Regions from separate parts of the Mus musculus genome. Here regions 1, 2, 3 and 5 are each linked to region 4. Evidence: chromatin contacts called from public Hi-C, HiCAR-type and HiChIP or PLAC-seq data. All regions are on one chromosome and are shown on one strand. The core of a region is the stretch at or near the end of the contact, and the rest is flanking DNA. Distances in the headings are between cores, read along the strand shown.

Region 1 (3,787 bases), core at 573-3,072, 400 kb before region 4:
AGTCAGAGAAATGGCTCATTTCCCCAGGCTTTAATTTCATAGTGTTGTTTTTTCCAGAGATCAGCAGAAAGAGGTAGTAGCAACTTAATTTGAAGTATTTCTTCTTGAATATAACAAAGTTACCACTTGTTATGACTCTGTCTTGACCTGATTAGGTAGTATCATAGTTACCTAATAACCAGAAAGCTCCAATCTGGCTAAGCAGAGGAAAGGGCAAATGGCCCAAGATCTGGTACAACAGGATTTGGACTCTAAATCACCAGCACAGCAACAGTTTGTCAATACTTGCTGCCAGGAGAGCTTGCTTGGGTATCAGGTACCATACCCCTACTGTGCAGAGGCTCTGGGAAGAGCGAACCTGTCACTGCATTTTCCACCTGGCTTTAAAATGTTAAAGACTTTAAAACTCGAAGTGCTGTACTTCATTTAAATGTCTATAAATTCTACAGTCATCAACTTCTGCACCAGCAGTAAAGTTTAATCTGATTTATACAGCCTGTTACTGTAATCTTCTTACTCACCTGACTAACCAAAATGCATTTAAACATTTTATTGAGCAGACTCCTTTTTATAGGAATTTTAATCTCTAAAATATTGTGCTTGCTGCTTTTCCTGCTTGGGGAGTAAACTGAGGTAACAAAACTGTATGGCTTTATTTTTCCATCCTAGTCTAGAAAAAAGTAACCAGAGTTTCACCAGGTCAAGTAGCTAGGTTCGCAGCAAACTGTAATCGCTCTGTGAAAATAAGGGTTTGTGCTCCAGCATATTCAAGGGATCAGAAGAGAATTTCAAGCACCAGTTTCAAAATGCTAATCAATATCGTCCAGAGAACTGATTCCTCCTCTTGGGCTGCCTCTTCTGGAGCGTAAGCCTGCTGCTGACTGGCTCCTGTTGGGTCAGTGAAATAGGCAGCCTCTCCGAATGGGTACTGATCCACAGTTCTGTCATAGTATACCCTCATCTCAAAGTCGCTCTCATGGTGAGAGGGGTGTCCATAAATTCCTATCCCGACCGGTCGCTGGAAGTGTGCCGGTATAGAGACCACATCCTGGCCGCAAGTGACAGACTGCAGCTCATAGTCGTCGAAGCTCGGGTGCGGAGTGCTGTCCGACACGTACAGGTCCGCATCCCCTCTCAGGCTCTGCATCCTGAGAATAATTTTACCCTCATGGTTCAACCGCAAGTAGCTGTAATTCCCGGCTCCTATTTGGCCCTGGACCACGTGCAGAAGGAGCCACTCCTCCGGGACGTCGTCGTCTTCCAAACATTTTACCAGGGTCACCACCTGGGACGCCAGGATCATCAACAGGGCGCGCCTCCAGGGAGTAGCCATCGCTGGGGCACTCAACTCGGGGACTCCCTCATCTGCAGTCGCTGTGCTGGGAAGGTACGGGTGACAGGCGTGACCCGAGGTGCTCGTCCACGCAGACCAAGATTCGTGCACCTGGGTCCCGGGAACCGACGGTGGGGAAGGGGAAGGAGAGAAGGGATAAAGAGTAGGGAACAGCAGAGAGGGAGGAGCAGAGGAGGCGGGTGGGAAGAGGGAAGCGGTAAGAGGGACCTTAGGACAGGCCCCTGGGGGCGCAGGTGTCTGGAGAATAGCGAGGTCGCCAACCCCGAACTCACCGCCACGCCCCGCAGGCCACGCAGCACCCGCAGCACCCGGGCTCAGCCTGGAACTCGCCCCAGCTGGCGGAAAAGAGGCCGCGCCCGGAAGTGTGGTACTCCGGAAGCGAGGGCTTTTGGGAACCAACTCCGGCCTAAGGGACCGGAAGTGAGGTAACGCCAGGCTCTCGCGAGAATAGAGCAGCTTTCCCCCGTAACCATAGCGACGCGGCTGGCGTGGTCGGTGAGTTCCGGGGAAAGTGGGCTGGACGGTCGGTGAGGCTGCCAGGGATTGCAGCTTGCGACAAGCTCCCTTGAGGGGATGACTGGGAAGCCTGCTCCCGGATGGCGGAGGGCCGAGCCGCGCCCGGTCCAGCCTTCTCCTCCCGCGCCCCCAGAGCCGCGCGTGAGTGGCCTCCCTAAGCCCTGCAGCACAAGCCCCTGAGTGCGGGCAGCACCGGGAGGGACACTTTTGGATTTGTCTTAAACCATGACAGAAGGGAAATATAAATTTCAACATGAGAACTACTAGTAAGAAATGATTCCTCCCCCCCCCCCAAGCCCACAATTGCCATCACCCCACCCCCCACATTTTTTTGGGAAGTAATTTAGTAATTAGAAAACTTAGTGTACATTTAATCAAGTTTAGTGGCGAGTTCTTTAGCCTTTGCTTTTTCCAGCTTGGCAACGCGAGCCACAGACTTAGGGCCCAGCACGTTGCCTCCTCAGTGGCGACGGATCTCGTTATATCTGTGATTACAATTGATCCTAATAGCTTCCACCAGCTTAGCCAGAGCACCCTTGTCTTCCGGGTTAACCTATGTGAAGGCAACAGTGGTGCATTTCTTCCTGTGGACCAGGCGCCCCAACCTGGGCAGGACAAGCAGGAAAACCACCAGCTCAATGGGGTCTACATCATGGGCAATCACCACCAGCTGAGCCTTCTTGTTCTCCACCAAGGTGGTGACTATATTGACTCCTGCTCAATGGACAGGTGGTCTCTTAGTTGGGACGTCGCCTTTGCCAGCAGCTTTCTTCTCAGCAGGGGCCAGTAGCCTTTGCTTCTTTTGCGTTGTCTCTGGCCTGTACTTGTGGGCAAGCTGTTTGCCTGTCCAGGGCCTGGGTGAACTGGTTAATGGCAGGAGGGACTTTGAGCCGCTTGTAGAGGATGGCTCTTTGCCGCTGCAGCATGATGTAGCGGGGCCATTTGATGAAGCGTGTAAGATCTCTTTTGGGCTGGATGTCCTTCCCAAATGGCGAAATTCGTGGGCCTTTTCTCAAACTAAGGATTGACCACTTTTTTGGCCTCCTGGTCCTTGACACCGGCGATGCTCAGGGTCACCTTCTTCCCTTGGCTGTCTTTCCTTTAGGCATCTTGCTTGGCTGGAGGAGAAAGCATGCACACAGTTCTTAAGACTAGATTTCATGTCTGGAGACTTTTCCTGGTTTATAAATGGGTGGAAAGGCAAGAAGTTCTTTGTCTCATTTTACAAGAACACCAATCGCATCAAGGAGGTTCCACATTCAAGACCGAGATTACCTCCCATTGTCCCTCTGAGCCTTAAGACCATCATCACCTTGGAAGACAGAGTTCAATATGGAATATTTGTGGGAGACACATTTAAATAAGAGCATTAGGTAATACATGCAGTATAATGGCCCAAAAGTTCAAAATTAGTAGGCCAACAAAAGCAGGATACCAGTTACTTCGTAGCTTACAAGAAAAAAAAAAACCAAACAAACAAACAACAACAACAACAACAAAAAACCAACCAACTCCTAAGTATAAAGATAGGATCTTTCATCATATTTGATAATTTAGGAAAGAACCTGAAACCTTATTAAGAACCTAAGTGTCATTTTGCTGTTTTATGTCACTCTGTTAGCTATAGCTATTTGTTAGTGTTATCCTCAATGTCTAGGTCTTCAGGGTACTGGAATTGGAGCTCAATTCCTTTCCTAGATAACGTGGAGAACTTTATCTTTTGATGTAAGTGAAGGTTCAAGGGTATTTTTACGATGCTGCCATTTTCTGTGGGAGCCCATCAGCTGTTGAATTGCCTATTATGGTTTCTAAACGCAAGAATGAAGTGACCTGATTCTACCTGTGTAGCTACTGAGAAACATTTTTCATATTGTATAATCAGAAGGAAGCAATTTTATTTCTTAAGAATACACATAT
Region 2 (4,221 bases), core at 750-3,249, 280 kb before region 4:
TGATCACAGCAGTAATAACTCCAAGTAAGACCGCCAGAGGATTAGACCCCAGGGTGAACACCTTTGTTGCTGACCCTGTGTGACCGAGAGACCATTGTTTCAACAGTTTCTGATTGGCCACTTACTGGGTTGCATTTAAGAAAAGACTATTTTTTGCAGGCTTCCTCTTTTGCCTCAACAAATGCAAATGTGAGCTTTCTCGGAAACTCCCTGGAGTGTGTCCAGAACCTTTGAATATATTATCCTTTGTGTTAAGCAACAAGTATGACTGGAAACAGGAAATAAGTGGCGTTTCTAGAAGGGATGATATATGGGTTGTGAATTGATAAGAAAATAGGAAAAGAAGATGTTTGAAGGAAGGCATCTAGAACTTTTCTGATTGCCACTAAAGAACGGCCCCATTCCCTCATCTACCCTAAATAAACTCTACCATGGCCTGGTTGTGGGGCAGTCCTGTTATGTCCTGGCTTCTCTGCAGTCTCCCCTGTAAGCTTTCAGTCTGGCTGAACTGCTAGGCTAGGGTTGGCCCATGCTTACACTGGTTGCTCTCCAGTGGCTGCAGAAAAATCAGTGGTACTGTTCGTAGCAGGCACCCAGGGATGCCTTCAAGGACACTGCACCTGTGAGGTCAAAATTGATGCTCATCCCATTTCCCTTGCCACACATCAGAGTCCCAGTGCTGGATTCTTGTGACATTTCAAATGAGCACTCTAAGCTGTGCCCATCACCTGTCGCCTCTAGCCAGCTCCTTCATCCAGTGATAACTGCACCTCAGAGCCTCCCTAACCTTGTCTCTGAGCTGTTCCTGTTTGTCTTCCTGAGGACCAGCCCTAGTTTTAGTCTGTGTCACCCTCTATGGAGCTCTCAGTCTGCCACCTAAGCTATTTCTGTGGATTGGTTCAGATTCTATGAGCGCAGTTCCTACATTGCCACATGCCAGCTTTTAAACACCTAACCTTAGCTGTAAGCACACATCACATCACACCACAGTGACATGGGGGTGCTCTGACTCTTTAATGCCTGCAAATGTTTATAATAATAGCATTTTTCTTTTTGAAAACTCCTCCTGATTTTTCATGTTATAGTTACCATCGATTCAGTCTGAATGGTACTGTCTGTATATTACCTGAACATGAGAATTACCTTGTTCGTTACCGTCAAACCATGCCTAGGGATACCCTTGCTTCTTCTCACTGAAGTATCTTGAGGGTAACTGTGATTTCCTATTCAGAAAAGTTTTTAGTGCGAATATAAAATAATTAGTATTTGAATTAATGCTATTTTGAAATTTTCCTATGGCATACGGTAGCAGAGCCTTTATTTAGTGCTGCTATATCTTGGATCAGACGCTCTGAAGTAGCGTTTCCTTGATATGTTCCCATCTGTCTCTTCTTTCTCTTGCTCTTTTGGATTTTAATCAGCTACATGTCTGTTTCTAGTGGAATTTTATATCACACTATTGTTTTTGAAGGTATTTAAAGCAATATTTATATCTGAGGACAAAATAGTATTTTTATTTTATAATATTGTAGTATCTTACGTAATCAAAACAAGTTTGCCACAATTTATGTTTGTACAAGTGTGTGTGTGTATGTGTGTGTGTATGTATGTGTATTCATGTGTGTGATCATCCCTGGGTGTGTTGGTAGCACAGTGAGTGTGGACATCATATGAGAACCTTGACTGTCAGTCAGGGGTTGCCTTACACCTTGTTGAAGACAAGGTGTCTGTGTTGTTTTTCCACTGTATATATCCTGCCAGCTGGCCCAGGAGATCACACAACTATCAAGATGAAGTTAAGAAACCAGTCCACTTCCCAGGGGGATACCCCACACGCCCCTGCAAAGAATGCCGTACTGTCCATCCAGGCAACTCTGAGTGATTTGTTCACAGTGCCCAGAAGTTCTCTCTCAGTTTGTGACAGGCTTTTCTCTGCTTCCCACAAGCCTGTGAACCCTGGAAAGGTGCCCAAGGCCATGACTCCCAATACCCCCCAGCTCTGTGCTGGCCTGGCTCGTGCCAGCTGGAGCTCAAGCTGTGTTCCCCACAGTGCCTCTTCATGCACAGGGAAAGGTCAGAGCTCTTGTCTGTTTCATCCAGTTCCCCCAGAAGTCCCCGTGAAGCTGGGTTACTGCCCACCTGCTGAGCGCTTCCTTGCTTCCAGCCAAAAGAATAGGGCCTGGGCTCTAGCCATCATCTTCAGCTGCCAGATTCCATGGGACCACCTGGTGCAGCAGCTTCCAGACCCCTGGAGTGAGGGGACACCCAGAAGCAGGCAGGTGCTCTCACTGACCCAAAGCCTCTTCACATATTTCACAATTCATTGTCACCCCTGAGTTCCAGACTAGGCCAATGGGAGTGTTCTATGGCAATGACTGCTCTTGTTTTTATTTTCCATTTGCAATGCATTACATACTTGCTACCATTCAGTCCTCCCCAAACCCTAACTTATCAATTGTTAATCCTATTTCATAGCTATAGAAACTGAAGTTTCGGTTTATGGTCTATTTGCTAGTGCCAGACCAGAATTAGCCTTCAGGAGTGGGGCCCCAGAGTTACCCTTCAGAAAGGCTCAGACTCATGATCACTGCTTAACAGGGAAGGCCACAAAGCAGGCTTGGGGACCTATGCTGTCTGGGGATGGGTGGCCACAAGTGGGCCTGTAGCCTGAGTGCTGCATCTGTAGTTCATAGCGTGGATGCTCTGAGATCTGTAATACAGGAGTCTTCAATGCCAATGCCCTTAATAACACTTCTACTTACACAAAGATATGCTCTGAAAGCAAGACCTGGGGTAGTCTTAAAGGAGTCTGTCTTAGTTACTGTTGAGTTGCTGTGAAGAGACACCAAGACCAAGCCAACTCTTTTACTCTTTTTTTTTTTTTCTTTTTAAAATAGTTTCTCTATATAGCCTTTGCTACCCTGGAACTCACAAAAATCCACCTGCCTCTGCCTCCTGAGTACTGAGATTAAAGGTGTGTGCCACAACTGCCTGGCTCTCATTTAACTTTTTTTTTTTTTTTTTTTTTTTAAGGATTCACTTATTTTATGTATTTGAGTACACTGTAGCTGTCTTCAGACACACCAGAGGAGGGCATCAGATCCCATTACAGATTGTTGTGGACTACCACTACCATGTGGTTGCTGGGAATTGAACTCAGGACCTCTGGAAGAGCAGTCAGTGCTCTTAACCACTGATCAATCTCTCCGGCCCCCTAATCCAACTCTTAGAAAGCATTTAATTAGAGCTGGCTTATAGTTTCAGAGGTGAGTCCATTACCATGGTGGTGGGGAGCATAGCAGCATCCAGTAGGGGATGGAGCAGAAGCTACGTGTGTTACTTCCTGATGGGCAAGCAGAGGGACAGAGACTGAGCCTAGTGTGAGTTTTTGAAACCTCAAAGTTCACTCCCAGTGAGACAGCTCCTCCAACAAGGCCAACCGGTCTAACCTTCTAATCTTTTCAAACATTGCTACTTCCTGGTGTCTAAACATTCAGACCTATATGACCCTGTAGGGGGCATTGTTATGCAGGCCACCACAGATCGCCCCAGTAATTGATGCATGAGTCTGAGGTGGCTACAGGAAGACAGGTGGTGGATGCTGAGGCTGGCAGCCTATGAGGTTTGCTGTGCATTTAGGCATCTGCTAAGCACGTTTGTTTCATTGTGAGACTCACTCATTGCAGCTCCAACCCCAGCAAGAGCCAGGCTCAGTGGCTGAGCAGTGAATGCATGCACTGCCACACATCTGCCCGGGTATAACAAGGAACCCCACTCTACACCACTGTCATCTCTCAGTGGTAATGACGTTGGGTGCCAGAGTCCCGTGTAAACCCCACATGTGGAATTACCAGGCCAGAAAACCCTGAGGCTACCTGCCCTCTGCACCTCTCCAAGAACAAGTCTGGGACCATTATCAGCTGCCCCTCTTCTGCATAGCACTGGGGCTTACTGATGTGTTCCTCAGGCATGGCCTGGGGATGTTTGGCTGTGTTCTGATTCTAATGGCTGTGAACCCTGGTGCAGTATGCACCTACTGGATGGTGGGGAGAGCACTCAGCTCTCCTGAAGTCTGAGGGTCACAGCCTCGGTGGCACAATTCCACTCCTAAATACCAGGAGAAAGCATTGCTGTCATAACATACATTCTGAGAGTGTAGAACATGAGTAGGACTAATCTGACAGCCCACTATGAACAATATATTTGAGAGTCTTTTTGGCA
Region 3 (3,760 bases), core at 72-2,571, 300 kb before region 4:
GGCAACAGGCTGTGCTCACGGTGGGCCCATACCGCAGACGATGAACCCCAGGGTAGAGAAAGAATTATCATGGGGGACTACAGTAGGAAAAGATGAAGCTCCAGTGTTGTCCCTGATTCCACAGAACTTCTTTCCAGCCTTCTCAAACACCAATGGAGGCTGAGAGGAGAGCCAGCCCAGAAAACAGAAAGTCAAAAGCTATACAGGACACAGAAGATCATAAACGAGGAAGTCACATAAGGTGCAAAACAGAGACAGCTCATTTAACTGTTGAAAACCAGAGCTAAGAAGACAGTGGGATGTGAGCTTTCATGGAGCTTAGTGTGAAGCAGACAATCAACATATGGGCAGATATGATAAGTAAGGATGGAGGATGGACCTACTGCGTGCTGTGGCAGAGGCAGACTGGGTATAAAAAAACTGCTGACCTCAGCAATGAGTGTGTGTATAAGTGGGTGAGTGCAGTCATGTGCTCCTTAAAGAAACAAGTAATATTGTTTAAAGATGTAATTTTTTTTTTAAAGATTTATTTATTTATTATACATAAGTACACTGTAGCTGTCTTCAGACACACCAGAAGAGGGAGTCAGATCTCGTTAGGGATGGTTGTGAGCCACCATGTGGTTGCTGGGATTTGAACTCAGGACCTTCGGAAGAGCAGTAGGGTGCTCTTACCTGCTGAGCCATCTCACCAGCCCCAAGATGTAATTTTTTAATCATATAATTTACTCCTATGACATGGAAGATCTCATGCCAGAAGCATTTCTTTTTCTAAATTTGCTGCACAGAGCAGAGAGGTGGACTGCCCTGGGAAGAGAAAGGGAAGGAAGGAGGAAGGGAATGAAAAGGTCCCCAGAAATCTGCCCTCCCATCTGAGAGCAATGCCATTGGCCCAGCAACAAACCCTAGCAGTCTTGCACACGGTGGAGCCAGCTATGCAATATGAGTGATCCAGGGAGCCGTGAGTCAGATTGTGTACAGACCAGGTCCCAAGTGTCCTCTGTAAATCCACAGTGTGACGGGTAGAGGTGCAGAGCAGTAGGGGACAATGGAGAGGCTCTTTCTGAACAAAGATTTCCAAGGTACGTGAGAAGGAGGGATGAAAGCTGGGCACATCTCTAGTGTCAGTCACTGGCTCTGTCCTCTGCATGGCATTTCTCCTCGAGGTCTCTAGGGGCTCATGCAGCACGTGGACACTCAGCAGCAGGGCGACTGTTTGGATTTCAGCTCTTGAGCCTTGGCCATGGAAGATGGTTCAGATTATGTTTAATGGTTGTTGATCTAATATCTGGCTGGCGAGGATATTTGTCCCTGATGGTCTGGCAAAGCTTTCAGGTCTGCAAACACTCATTGCTGTGGCCTCCAGCCCTGAGCACACTGTGGTCACACTGTAGGAATGTGACAGTTGGACCATAATTTTAGTTCTGCTCAATTTCTTTGTAAGTGATTTATAAATCCAACTTAAAAATGTATCTCAAATAAGCTGCAGCAGTTTTGTTCTTCTCAGCACATAGGATTCCAGTTACACAGCTGGTTCTATTATTGAACTTTGCTAATGAAGTTTGTGAATTATAAGAATGGCAAGTATGTTTTACTCAAGGACAAGCAGATTAAAGAGAGCAACAGACTTTGAAGGGAGGCAATACAATAACAGTGTCTGACAGATAAGCCACTCATTGTATAGACTTGTGCAAGTGTGGGTATCTTTGTGCTAATTGTTCTCAAGAACAATTAAGAGAAGGATTCAATTGATAGTTTGGCTATGATAAAACAGACTTTCTTTAATAGAAATTGCATGTAATATGTAGTTATTTGTGAAAATGTAAGCTGCAATGACAGAAAATATATTGTTGGAGTTACTGTTTTATAACTGCAGAGACAGTACCTCTTAACTTTTTGACTTTTTTGTTCATTTTTTTTTTCAATTTGTAAAAAGAAATAGTGCATATTCTTTCGGGAAATAGAGTAAACAAGCCAGGTGTGGTCATCGGGTCTGTAATCCCAGCTGCTCAGGTGGTTGAAGCCAACCTGAGTTAGTAAGATCCTATTTAAAAAACTCAGTGGCAGAGAGGCTCTGGGTTTGACCCCATCACAACAAAATAAATACGTGGAAGGGATGTGCAGGGGGAGGTAGGAGAGAGACAGAGACAGTGAGATGAGAGAAAGGGACAGGGAGGGAAACAGCAAGCACAAGGGAAAACATGACAGCTCACAGGCATGGACACTCTAGAACTCTCACATATTTCTTTCTGAGCATATATAGGTCTGTATGTGTTTATACTTATATACATCCACAGGTGAAGAAAAAGAAGATTCAGTTACAAATACCATTTATTTCTCTTGTTTTCCACCTAATATTTTTAAAGTTAATTTTAGGATGACCATTTGGGTGTAATCATATAGAAATGAAGTTGGTTTCTGTATATTGATCTTTGTGATCCAATTGGACTTGCTTATTAGGTATAATTGGTTTTGACTGTTTCTTACTTTATGTGCATATGACTCTACCATCTGAAAGATCAGTTTCAGGTCTTCCCACTCCAGGTGAGTGCAGTTCTCTTTATTAACTTCCCTTAGTATAAGAGTAGCTATCCCTTGCTCACAGTCAGCTATTGGATGGATCACAGGGCCCCCAATTGAGGAGCTAGAGAAAGTACCCAAGGAGCTAAAGGGATCTGCAACCCTATAGGTGGAACAACATTATGAACTAACCAGTACCCCGGAGCTCTTGACTCTAGCTGCATATGTATCAAAAGATGGCCTAGTCGGCCATCACTGGAAAGAGAGGCCCATTGGACTTGCAAACTTTATATGCCCCAGTACAGGGGAATGCCAGGGCCAAAAAGTGGGAGTGGGTGGGAGGGTATGGGGGACTTTTGGGATAGCATTGGAAATGTAAATGAGGAAAATACCTAATTAAAAAAAAAGAGTAGCTATCTTTGTTGTGTTCCTGATTTTAATAGACACTTCCAGGACTTTGTCATTAAGGATGATGTCAGTTGTGGGGTTTGCATGCTGGGCCCCATAGTGTGCAGGGAAGCCCCCCTTATTGCTAGTCTGTTTGGTGTTTTTGTAATCATGAAAATGTTTAATTTTTGTGTAATTGTTTTTGTCTGTTGAGATGACCATGTGGTTCACGCTTTACTCAATTTCTACAGGATATCAAATGAACTCTTTTTTTGTTGTTACACGGTTCCTTAACATAACCTGTTTACTCTGTGTAATGCTACTTGTATTTATATTTTCAGAGCTGACCATCAGCACTGGGTGTTCCTCCCTGGGGAAGACAACCACTCCTGCTCCCAGCTCTCGTTGGTTACTTGAAGTTTGTGTAGAAGTGAATAGGGTTTGTGTAGGGAGAGGCCTCATGGACTTTTCTTCACTTAGTTTGGCATGTCCATTGACATCACCATCTTTCAGCTCAGATTTAGACAGTTATGTTGGTAAGGCCTTATAGACATAGCTTCTGATTGAGACACAGTCTCACAGCAACCTTCCCCACCCTCTGGCTCTTCCAGTCTTTTTGACCCATCTTCTACAATGTTCCTGGGGCCTTAGACTGGGGTATTGACATCAGGACTGATGGGGCCCACAACTGTGCATTGTCATCAGTTGTAGTTTTCAGTAGTGGTCTCCATCTAAAAGAAGATTCCTTGATGAAGGGTGAGGACTATACTTACTTCTCTGTGATATAAGGACAGATGTTTATAGATACCTATTAGGAATTATGCTGGTTTAGTAAATTAGAGGTTGAAGATTC
Region 4 (3,835 bases), core at 106-2,605:
TTCTGCATTCTATCTGATCACAGCAAAATAAAAAGGCTGGGTAGCCACAGCAAGGGAGACTACTGGAAGCACACAAATACATGGAAGCTAACCACTGTGGATGACAGCCAGGCCACGAAGAAATCAAGGAGGAAGCAGAAAGGTTCCTAGAATAGAATGAAAGTGAAAACTCAGCATTCCAAAAATTATGTGTCAATAAAAGAAGTCCTGAGAGGAAAGGACTGGCAAACCCTTAGCTATTAACCAAATGAAAAAGATAGGATCCAAACCAAGAAAATTAGAGATGAAAAGAGAAATATAGGGCATGCCATGGAAAATCTGAAATGAACAGACAGTTTTCTAGATTCATATGACCTATGAAAGTTAAAGTACAAAGAAATAAATGATCCAAACAGACCAACATGATTGAAGCAGCAGCAGAAATTAATAATAATAATAATAATAATAATAATAATAATAATAAATATGTCTCCCAACTAAAAAGAACCCAGTGTATTCATCAGCGAATTCTAGCAGATCTTTGAAGAATGACAAATACCAACAAAATAGAAAGGGAAAGAATGCTGCCAAACTCTTTGGAGGAGATCATGATTCCCTAATGTCAAAACCAAACACACACACACACACACACACACACACACACGCACACACACACACACACACACACACACGATTCTAAAGATGAAACAGAAAATTGCCTTAAAGCTTATAAACACGTGCATCAACGTGGCAAGACAAAAATTAATGCAAACACAAATACAGTAACCTTTCTATATATCAATAACAAGCATACTGAAAAACGGAAATAGAGAAGGGGCAGCTTGTACCTACTAGCTCCAGGACCAGTTGTCACTCAAGAACTTTTAAAGACTGTAGATCTTCCAGAGTCAGGAAAGGTTGGATATTGGGAAAATAAAGATCTTGCATGATAGTGAAGTGTACAGCCACAGAAAGCAGACTCTGAGGATGACACACACCTTGATCATTGCCAAGCACAGTAAATGCTGGCTGAGCCGGGCACGAGGGAGCTCAGGCTGTCTTCATAACAAGGAACTGAATGGGTATCTGGGTAGGAGCCAAATTTTCTAGAGCTCTCCAGCAGAGCTGGGGCCATCTGCTTGTCCCCACCCATTGAAACCCGCGTGATTATGTTTGTTTGCATATTTTCCTTCTTAGCCATTCAAGTCGTGGACCAGTAAAGGTTCTAATCAATTCTGGGAAATGTGGAACAATGGCCAGGACAGTCAGAATTCATTACGCAGAAGCCCAGAAGGGAACTCTGAGGTTAGGGTGAGGATCGGCCAGTGTCCCCGTTTCTTCATTTCTCCTAGTGAGTCACAGCTGAGTTATGAACCTGCTTCATCTCGTGCGACAACCATACCGAATACAGAAGTTCCTCACCCACGCTGGGTGGAGGGGTTGGCTCCGAGGTGATTAGTGACCTCACCTAAAACGGATCTGTGGGGTTTCGTATGAGGCCCTCTGGCGCCACCAAGTGGCCAGCCTAGCAGTCCCTCTGGTCACTCTTGCATAATTTGCTGCAGAGTCCCAGTTCCTGATTCCTGATTCTGGATTAAAATGTGAGTTTTGTCATTGCCGGTTCGTTAGATATGCTCATTATCCTCTGCAATCCATCTTTAGGTATACGAATTTCTGGGTGTTAAAATTTTTTTTTTTTTTTTTTTGCAGACAGCACACACTGCTCCAGCAAGCACACAGGCTCTTAGCATTTGGCTGAGCCCCTGAGAATCAATCTATCCTGTCATTGTGCCAACATTCTCCAGTGGGAAAATGTGTGTATCACCTATGGGATCAGGATTCTTTCACATGTGATAATGGAATGGCAATTCACCATAGTTCTGTGTTTGTGGACTGTATGCATGTGCATTCCACAGCACACTTTTGAAAATCAGAGTCCATCTTTGACTTCCACCTTATCTGAGACAGTATCTCTTCTTGTTTGCCATTAATTCCAGCCAACCAGCTCCCTTGTAAGTTTCCAGGAATTCTCCTGTCTCCACCGTAATCTGGTCTAAGAGCATGAGAATTATGGATGTGTGCTACTATACCAGGCTTTACATGAGTTCTGGGCATGAGCATTTAAATTCCAGTTCTCGGGGTCATGTAGAAAGCACTATATCGCCTGAGCCACCTCCACAGCTCTATAAAGTGTTGTCAATGGCTTCTTCTCTGCTTTTATTTCCTGACTATAATGAGGGTTGCAGGCAGGGATCTCCAGTGCACAAGCCAAGGGCTCTTGCACTGAGCTACAGCCCTAGGCACAGTTTTATTTTAATTGAGTTGTAACAACACTCATAGAGAGGCAAGAAGGTAAAGGGTAGAAATCTTCAGAAACCCACTTCACTATCCAGTGATGCAGGATTTGCAGATTGTCCTTGTCCGGTATTCAGCTTTGCACTCTCCCAGCTGCATCTTCTGTGATGCAAAGTCTCTGGCTTTATTAAACTCAAATTTATTATTTTCATCTTTCATGAATCATAAGTTTCCTGCTGAATCTGGTAACATACCTCATTCTGTCTACACAGCTGTGATTCACGTTTTTAGTAGAAGGCTTAAAGTTTCTCATTTCACAGGCAGGTCTATAACATATGGATTAATCGTTGCATATGGTGCATGGTATAGACTTGTTTTTTATTTTTTTGGCATATGAATATGCACTTGCTCCAGCATCATTGTCTGAAAATACTTTTTCTTTACTATAATGACTATGCACCTTTGGTAAAAATCACTTTTCTGTACCTAGATGTGATTCTGTGTTTGGAATACTACCATTTCCTATTGATTTGCCTATTGCTATGGCAACACCACACTGCATCAATCATCAGGAGAACATCACAGTGTATTTGTCTCCATGACAACACCATATGGTTCCTGTCACAGTGACAACACCACACTGTATCATCGTGTAGCTTTGCATTAAAATCTGGTCTTGTGAGGTCTATAATTTTACTGGTTAAATTCCTCGTTTCAAGACATTATTTTCCTCACTCTACAGTCCCTCTCAGAATTGTTGTGGATTCCATATGTTTTTTACTTTTTGGTCTGAATTTCAGATTCAGTTTGTTGGTGTCTGAGGAGAGTTGCTGGAATTTGGCTAAGGACACCTTCCCTTCACAGAGTTTGAGACGATAAAACCCTGCCATCTTTAAAACACTGTGTCTTTAGAGTCAGGCATTTTTTTCCTTATCAGTATTTGATGGTTTTTATTTAGGAATCTTGCGTACTTCACATTATACATGTGCCTTAGCTCTTCAAATATTTTGAAGTGCTAGTACATTTTTAAAAATTTTTTAAATTTTGATGTTCACTATTAAGTATGGGACTATTTTGATTTGTGTATGTTTTTTTTAACATATATGCACAAATATTTGCAATCTTACAGATTTGAGATGTTTCTAACTTTCCAATTTAAGTGTTTAACATTCTAAAATTTCCCCTAAACACTCAATTTCTATTTAGCTAAAATATTTTTAATTTATCAAATATTTTAAAATTACTTTTGTAGTCCCTGGGCTATTTTAAAACTACGGTTTAAATAACACCTATTTATATGTTCTCCAAATATGTAGATTTTTTATTTTCAGTTAATTCCATTATGCCAGAAACGTACTTCATATGCTCCTTAGTATTTTGCCTCTCTTTAGGATTACTTAAACACAGAATAAACATCACCTATATAATAAATAGTCACTATACTTGTGACTATTTCAATTTGGAAAAAAATCTATTCTGCAGCTGTTAGGTGGAGTCTTCTACAAATGCCAGTAATAACTGACTAGTGCTGGCTACAGGAAAAATAAGCAGTGATAAATGG
Region 5 (3,769 bases), core at 198-2,697, 340 kb before region 4:
AAGGTTATGTTGACTTCTGGGTTTAGATTCCAGTATTGTTAGGTGTCAGTAGTCTTTACAAGTTTATCTTAGGGTCTGGGAGATGGCTTACCAGGTAAAGGTGCTTGAGGTTAAGCCTGAGGAAGATGTGAGTCTGATCCCAAGGCCCTGCATGGTGGAGAAAGAGAACCAACTCCTGCCAGGTATCAGAGGGATGACTATACATGCACTGTGGCGTGCGTCCCCTCCCAAATTAAGTAAGATGTTCAGAAAGCTCTTACCTTTTGATTTTCCCTATCTGATTACAGGGATCATCCTTTGTAGCCCAGCATTCCCTGGCATATAATCTTTTCCTGACGGCAGCTGTTGGTGATGGGATTCGACTGTGGGACTTGAGGAACTTGAGGTAAGGCCAGCCTGCATCACGGCACTGCCCTGAGGGAAATTGGAGCTGAGCTGGGGATGCAACCTGACCCTTGTTACAGAGAACACAAGGCTGTGACTAGTCTCTAAGCTCTGGAGAAGACTGCCTCCTATACAGATTTGACGCAGTCACTTTGGGATGGTGGAGCATGGGTGCTAGTCTGTTCTCTGAGGGCCACCACATGCAGCTTCTGAGAGTCAGAGATGTGAGAGGTGGCGATTACACTATAGCTACAGCCATGCCAGACCCGGATGTGGTACTTGCTAAGTTGGAGGTACTCAGTCCTCTTATTAGAGTCCTACACCTCCCCTAAAGCTGTGGGCTCTTTCTCTATATCATTTGGGATTTTATAAAATCGGTTTGAAAAATTTATAATATCCAGAAAATGCTTATTTAACATTTCTCCTACATAAAGGTGAATTCACCCTTAGTTTTGTCATCTGTAGGAATTTATTAATTTTGAAAAAAAAAGAGTTTAAATTATTTTAAAGATCCCTTAACTCTATACCATTTAATAATTCTCAATATGAAGTTTTTTTCAAGGATGTAGTTCAGTGGTAGAGTGTCTAGGATGGAAAAAGTTGTGGGTTTGAGTCTCAGCACATACATAGACATCCAAGAAAGCTTTGGTTTTGTAGATAGTAGCTTGTTGATTTTGTAAAGGGAGATGTGTTGGTATTTTTTAATTTGTCTTAAGCTGTAGCAAGCACTTTCTGCCCAGCTGTTTCTCTGTCCCCTTGCAGGTGTGTGCGCTGCTTTGAGGGGCATCCAAACCGCTCTTACCCTTGTGGAGTTGCTTTTAGTCCTTGTGGAAGGCTCATGGCTTGTGGTGCGGAGGACAGACATGTATGTATGTGTGCCTGCTCTGTAGGGTTTCTAGGTGGTGGTATCAAAAAGACCTTGAGCCCCATTGAGTACTGGGATAAAAATCTGTTTCATGTCTGACAGTATTTGAAGGCAGTTACCCAGCATTAGAAGTCCATAATAGTAAGCTGTGATTGCGAACGGCTCATTTTTACTGAGTCACAATACACTCTCACATGTATCACTCATTTCTCCATGTATTAGTCATCCCAGACATGGGTACATGCTCCATGAACGACTGTAATGTGTGGTGTAGGAGCGACAAGGTGATGGCATCAAGTGTTACACTTCAGTGCAGCTCATGTGTAACAAGGCATTCCCTGTCTCAGAGAACTGCATGCTTCTCCCTGTGTAGTTGCCTCTCTTCCTCTCCACCTTTCCTCTATGCCAGATCCATATCTCCTGCAGATTGGGAACTCAGAGATCTTAGAGTGTCCCAGGACTGTGCAACACATTGCCACATAGCTGGAGGCTAAGCCCACAGAGGAGGCCAGCTCTCTCATGAGACCTCTCATAGTTTCCTTGGCTGGAAACTATGCTGCCCCTCCCTCCTCCTCCACTGTGTGCCTCAAATTGCTTTATCTGAAAGGTCACTTGATGGTCACTTGTCTCCTATAAAGTGTCCTCATAAAGTTCCATATTGAGGGTCACATGAGGCACCAAGATGGTGGTACCTAAGCAAGAACCTGGGTCTGAGCTGAGGGATGCTTATGAGGTACTGGTGCAGGGTAGTGCAGGTGCCAGCATTCCTGGTTCTAACCCAGCCCCTAACATAGTCTCCAAAACATGCTCAGGCTCCCATGGGAGAAGAAAGAGACTACTGTCAGCAAGCAGGACAGAACATCAGGATGGCAAGATACGTGCATTTCTTCTTGAGGAGATGCAAATTAAGATCAATGATCACTGAAATCATGGAGAAAAAAAAAAAAGAACAGCTTAGAAAAGACACAACATAAGTAAAGGCACTTTATCCACCATTCATTAGTGTCTCTGGAATACAGCCAAACTAGTTTCAAAACAATGGCAAACTTTACTAGGAAGCTTTGAAGACTTATGCATCATTGACTATACTTTTGTTTGAGGTTACCATCATTTCTTACAAGCCCTTTGTGATTGACACTTTGCATTCAAGTAACATAAGCAAAGAAAAGTGTTTTTCTGAGACGGTCCCTGGTTGACTTCCTATGTGGTGTTTTATATCCTAGCGCTGTGGCTTTTTACAGAAACGAGTGTTTGGCAGTTAAGCAGCACAGGATCCCACTGTCACAGAAAGGAAGGGATCCAGCGCATTGGTTGTTCTTTTATCACGTTAGAATGGAGTGATGGTCATTGTTCTGCTTTTCAGACAGCATTTAGAGCAGCAATGCTAAACCTGTAGGCTGAAAGATATCTTGCATATCAGGTATTTGTGTTACAGTTCATAACTAGCAAAATTACAGTTATGAAGTAGTAACAAAATAATTTGTGGTTAAGGGGTCACTACAATATGAGGAACCATATTAAAGGGTCATAGCATTAGGAAGGTTGAGAATCAACCTTCAAATCAGTGGATTTGTAGTCTTTTATTATGTATATCTGTATGTTCTATATGAAAAAACATATGCAAAAACCGTGCCTGAAGATTAACAAAAGAATCACTGGAGGTTTAAGTGAGAAGAATGGACTTTTTTTTTTTTTTCAATAAGGACAAGAGCATTGGCCAAAGAGTAAAAAGTAACTCTGTATTTCTTTCTTTTCTTTTTTTTTTGATTTATTATTATATCTAATTACACTGTATCTGTCTTCAGACACACCAGAAGAGGGCATTAGATCTCATTACAGATGGTTGTGAGCCACCATGTGGTTGCTGGGATTTGAATTCAGGACCTTCGGAAGAGCGGTTGGTGCTCTTACCCGCTGAGCCATCTCTGTATACAGCCCCAACTCTGTATTTCTTTCACCTGGTATATAGCAGATACTCAGTAATACATAAATGTAAAGCAAGTATATATCTTTTTACTTGTAAATTGTCCTCACTGAACAATTTAAACATTTACCACATCTGTTTGTGATGTATCCAAAACTACAATGATTCAGTCTCCTCAAGAAGCATAGACATCTAAAGAGAAGAACCCACAGCACCTTCCTGTTTGGAGGATGCTGAGACGTCCTTGAGGTTGTTTAAAATAGGACCTAGCTATATAGCTCAGGTTAATCCTCCTGCCTCAGTCCCCCAGCCGCTTTGTTCTCACAAGATACAAATCAGAAGTGTCCAGAGTCCAGAGGGATGCAACTCACCCTCTGATCATGGTATTCACCCACTCCTGCAGGTCCCATTGTAAAGAACCCCACTTGAATGAGGGACTCATATCCAGCATAGTTTTCCATAGAAAGGAATTCCCTCCATAATCTCTGCCAAAATTCACCCCCCCCAAGAAAAAGTAAATGGAAAGGACTAGTTTTATAGAATGAAAATGGAGAAATATTTCAAGAGTTCCTTTGTAGGAAAGTGGCAGGTTCAGG

The links. HiChIP or PLAC-seq counts read pairs in DNA pulled down with a chosen protein or histone mark. A called contact is a pair of places that touch in the nucleus more often than the background predicts. HiCAR-type assays count read pairs that join an accessible place to other places.
Region 1: an H3K4me3 HiChIP or PLAC-seq map of stem cell-derived neural progenitor cells shows a contact between it and region 4, with 34 read pairs. The contact joins the promoter of Wdr27 here to the enhancer-like site in region 4. A contact is called at or near these places in 13 of 39 promoter capture datasets (the 3T3-L1 cell line, the HPC-7 cell line, cranial neural crest and 8 more), 1 of 15 datasets of contacts at CTCF or cohesin (large pre-B cells), 1 of 484 Hi-C or Micro-C datasets (muscle stem cells), 8 of 115 datasets of contacts at active chromatin or transcription factors (astrocytes, bone marrow-derived macrophages, embryonic stem cells and 2 more) and 1 of 9 other capture datasets (adipose tissue).
Region 2: a contact with region 4 is called in a Hi-C map of muscle stem cells, with 2.5 times the contacts expected there. The contact joins two enhancer-like sites. A contact is called at or near these places in 4 of 484 Hi-C or Micro-C datasets (epidermal suprabasal cells, muscle stem cells, neural progenitor cells and 1 more), 10 of 115 datasets of contacts at active chromatin or transcription factors (the NIH/3T3 cell line, embryonic stem cells, fibro-adipogenic progenitors and 2 more) and 1 of 9 other capture datasets (embryonic stem cells).
Region 3: a HiCAR-type map of fibro-adipogenic progenitors shows a contact between it and region 4, with 11 times the contacts expected there. The contact joins two enhancer-like sites. A contact is called at or near these places in 1 of 15 datasets of contacts at CTCF or cohesin (the NIH/3T3 cell line), 8 of 484 Hi-C or Micro-C datasets (the C2C12 cell line, LSK cells, cerebral cortex and 4 more) and 5 of 115 datasets of contacts at active chromatin or transcription factors (the NIH/3T3 cell line, fibro-adipogenic progenitors, forebrain and 2 more).
Region 5: a CTCF HiChIP or PLAC-seq map of the NIH/3T3 cell line shows a contact between it and region 4, with 17 read pairs. The contact joins two enhancer-like sites. A contact is called at or near these places in 3 of 15 datasets of contacts at CTCF or cohesin (the NIH/3T3 cell line, large pre-B cells and stem cell-derived epiblast-like cells), 6 of 484 Hi-C or Micro-C datasets (the HPC-7 cell line, cochlea, cranial neural crest and 2 more) and 6 of 115 datasets of contacts at active chromatin or transcription factors (the NIH/3T3 cell line, embryonic basal ganglia, embryonic stem cells and 1 more).

What each region holds. Positions count from the first base shown.
Region 1 is chr17:14,941,159-14,944,945 of GRCm38.p6, reverse strand. Wdr27 (WD repeat domain 27) reads left to right here and starts at 1,822. Exons shown (of 25, transcript NM_175173.3): 1 at 1,822-1,849. It overlaps 1600012H06Rik (RIKEN cDNA 1600012H06 gene), which reads right to left and starts at 1,762. Exons shown (of 2, transcript NM_026451.2): 1 at 1,627-1,762; 2 at 1-1,379. The coding sequence starts at 1,333. The coding sequence ends at 776.
Region 2 is chr17:14,822,914-14,827,134 of GRCm38.p6, reverse strand. All of the region lies in intron 24 of Wdr27 (WD repeat domain 27), which reads left to right. Among named protein-coding and RNA genes, the nearest start is that of Gm23352, 33 kb to the right of the region's middle. Within about 2 kb of position 1,999, at least 36 of the 459 cell types and tissues checked have an H3K27ac peak or open chromatin away from gene starts, as enhancers often do. A contact at or near this core is called in muscle stem cells, neural progenitor cells and stem cell-derived neural stem cells, where this site is marked.
Region 3 is chr17:14,844,557-14,848,316 of GRCm38.p6, reverse strand. All of the region lies in intron 23 of Wdr27 (WD repeat domain 27), which reads left to right. Among named protein-coding and RNA genes, the nearest start is that of Gm23352, 54 kb to the right of the region's middle. Within about 2 kb of position 1,321, at least 26 of the 459 cell types and tissues checked have an H3K27ac peak or open chromatin away from gene starts, as enhancers often do. A contact at or near this core is called in the C2C12 cell line and fibro-adipogenic progenitors, where this site is marked.
Region 4 is chr17:14,543,576-14,547,410 of GRCm38.p6, reverse strand. No RefSeq gene overlaps it. Among named protein-coding and RNA genes, the nearest start is that of Gm34916, 23 kb to the right of the region's middle. Within about 2 kb of position 1,355, at least 95 of the 459 cell types and tissues checked have an H3K27ac peak or open chromatin away from gene starts, as enhancers often do. A contact at or near this core is called in the C2C12 cell line, the NIH/3T3 cell line, adipose tissue and 7 more, where this site is marked.
Region 5 is chr17:14,880,234-14,884,002 of GRCm38.p6, reverse strand. It overlaps Wdr27 (WD repeat domain 27), which reads left to right. Exons shown (of 25, transcript NM_175173.3): 22 at 288-385. Among named protein-coding and RNA genes, the nearest start is that of Wdr27, 61 kb to the left of the region's middle. Within about 2 kb of position 1,447, at least 7 of the 459 cell types and tissues checked have an H3K27ac peak or open chromatin away from gene starts, as enhancers often do. A contact at or near this core is called in the NIH/3T3 cell line, where this site is marked.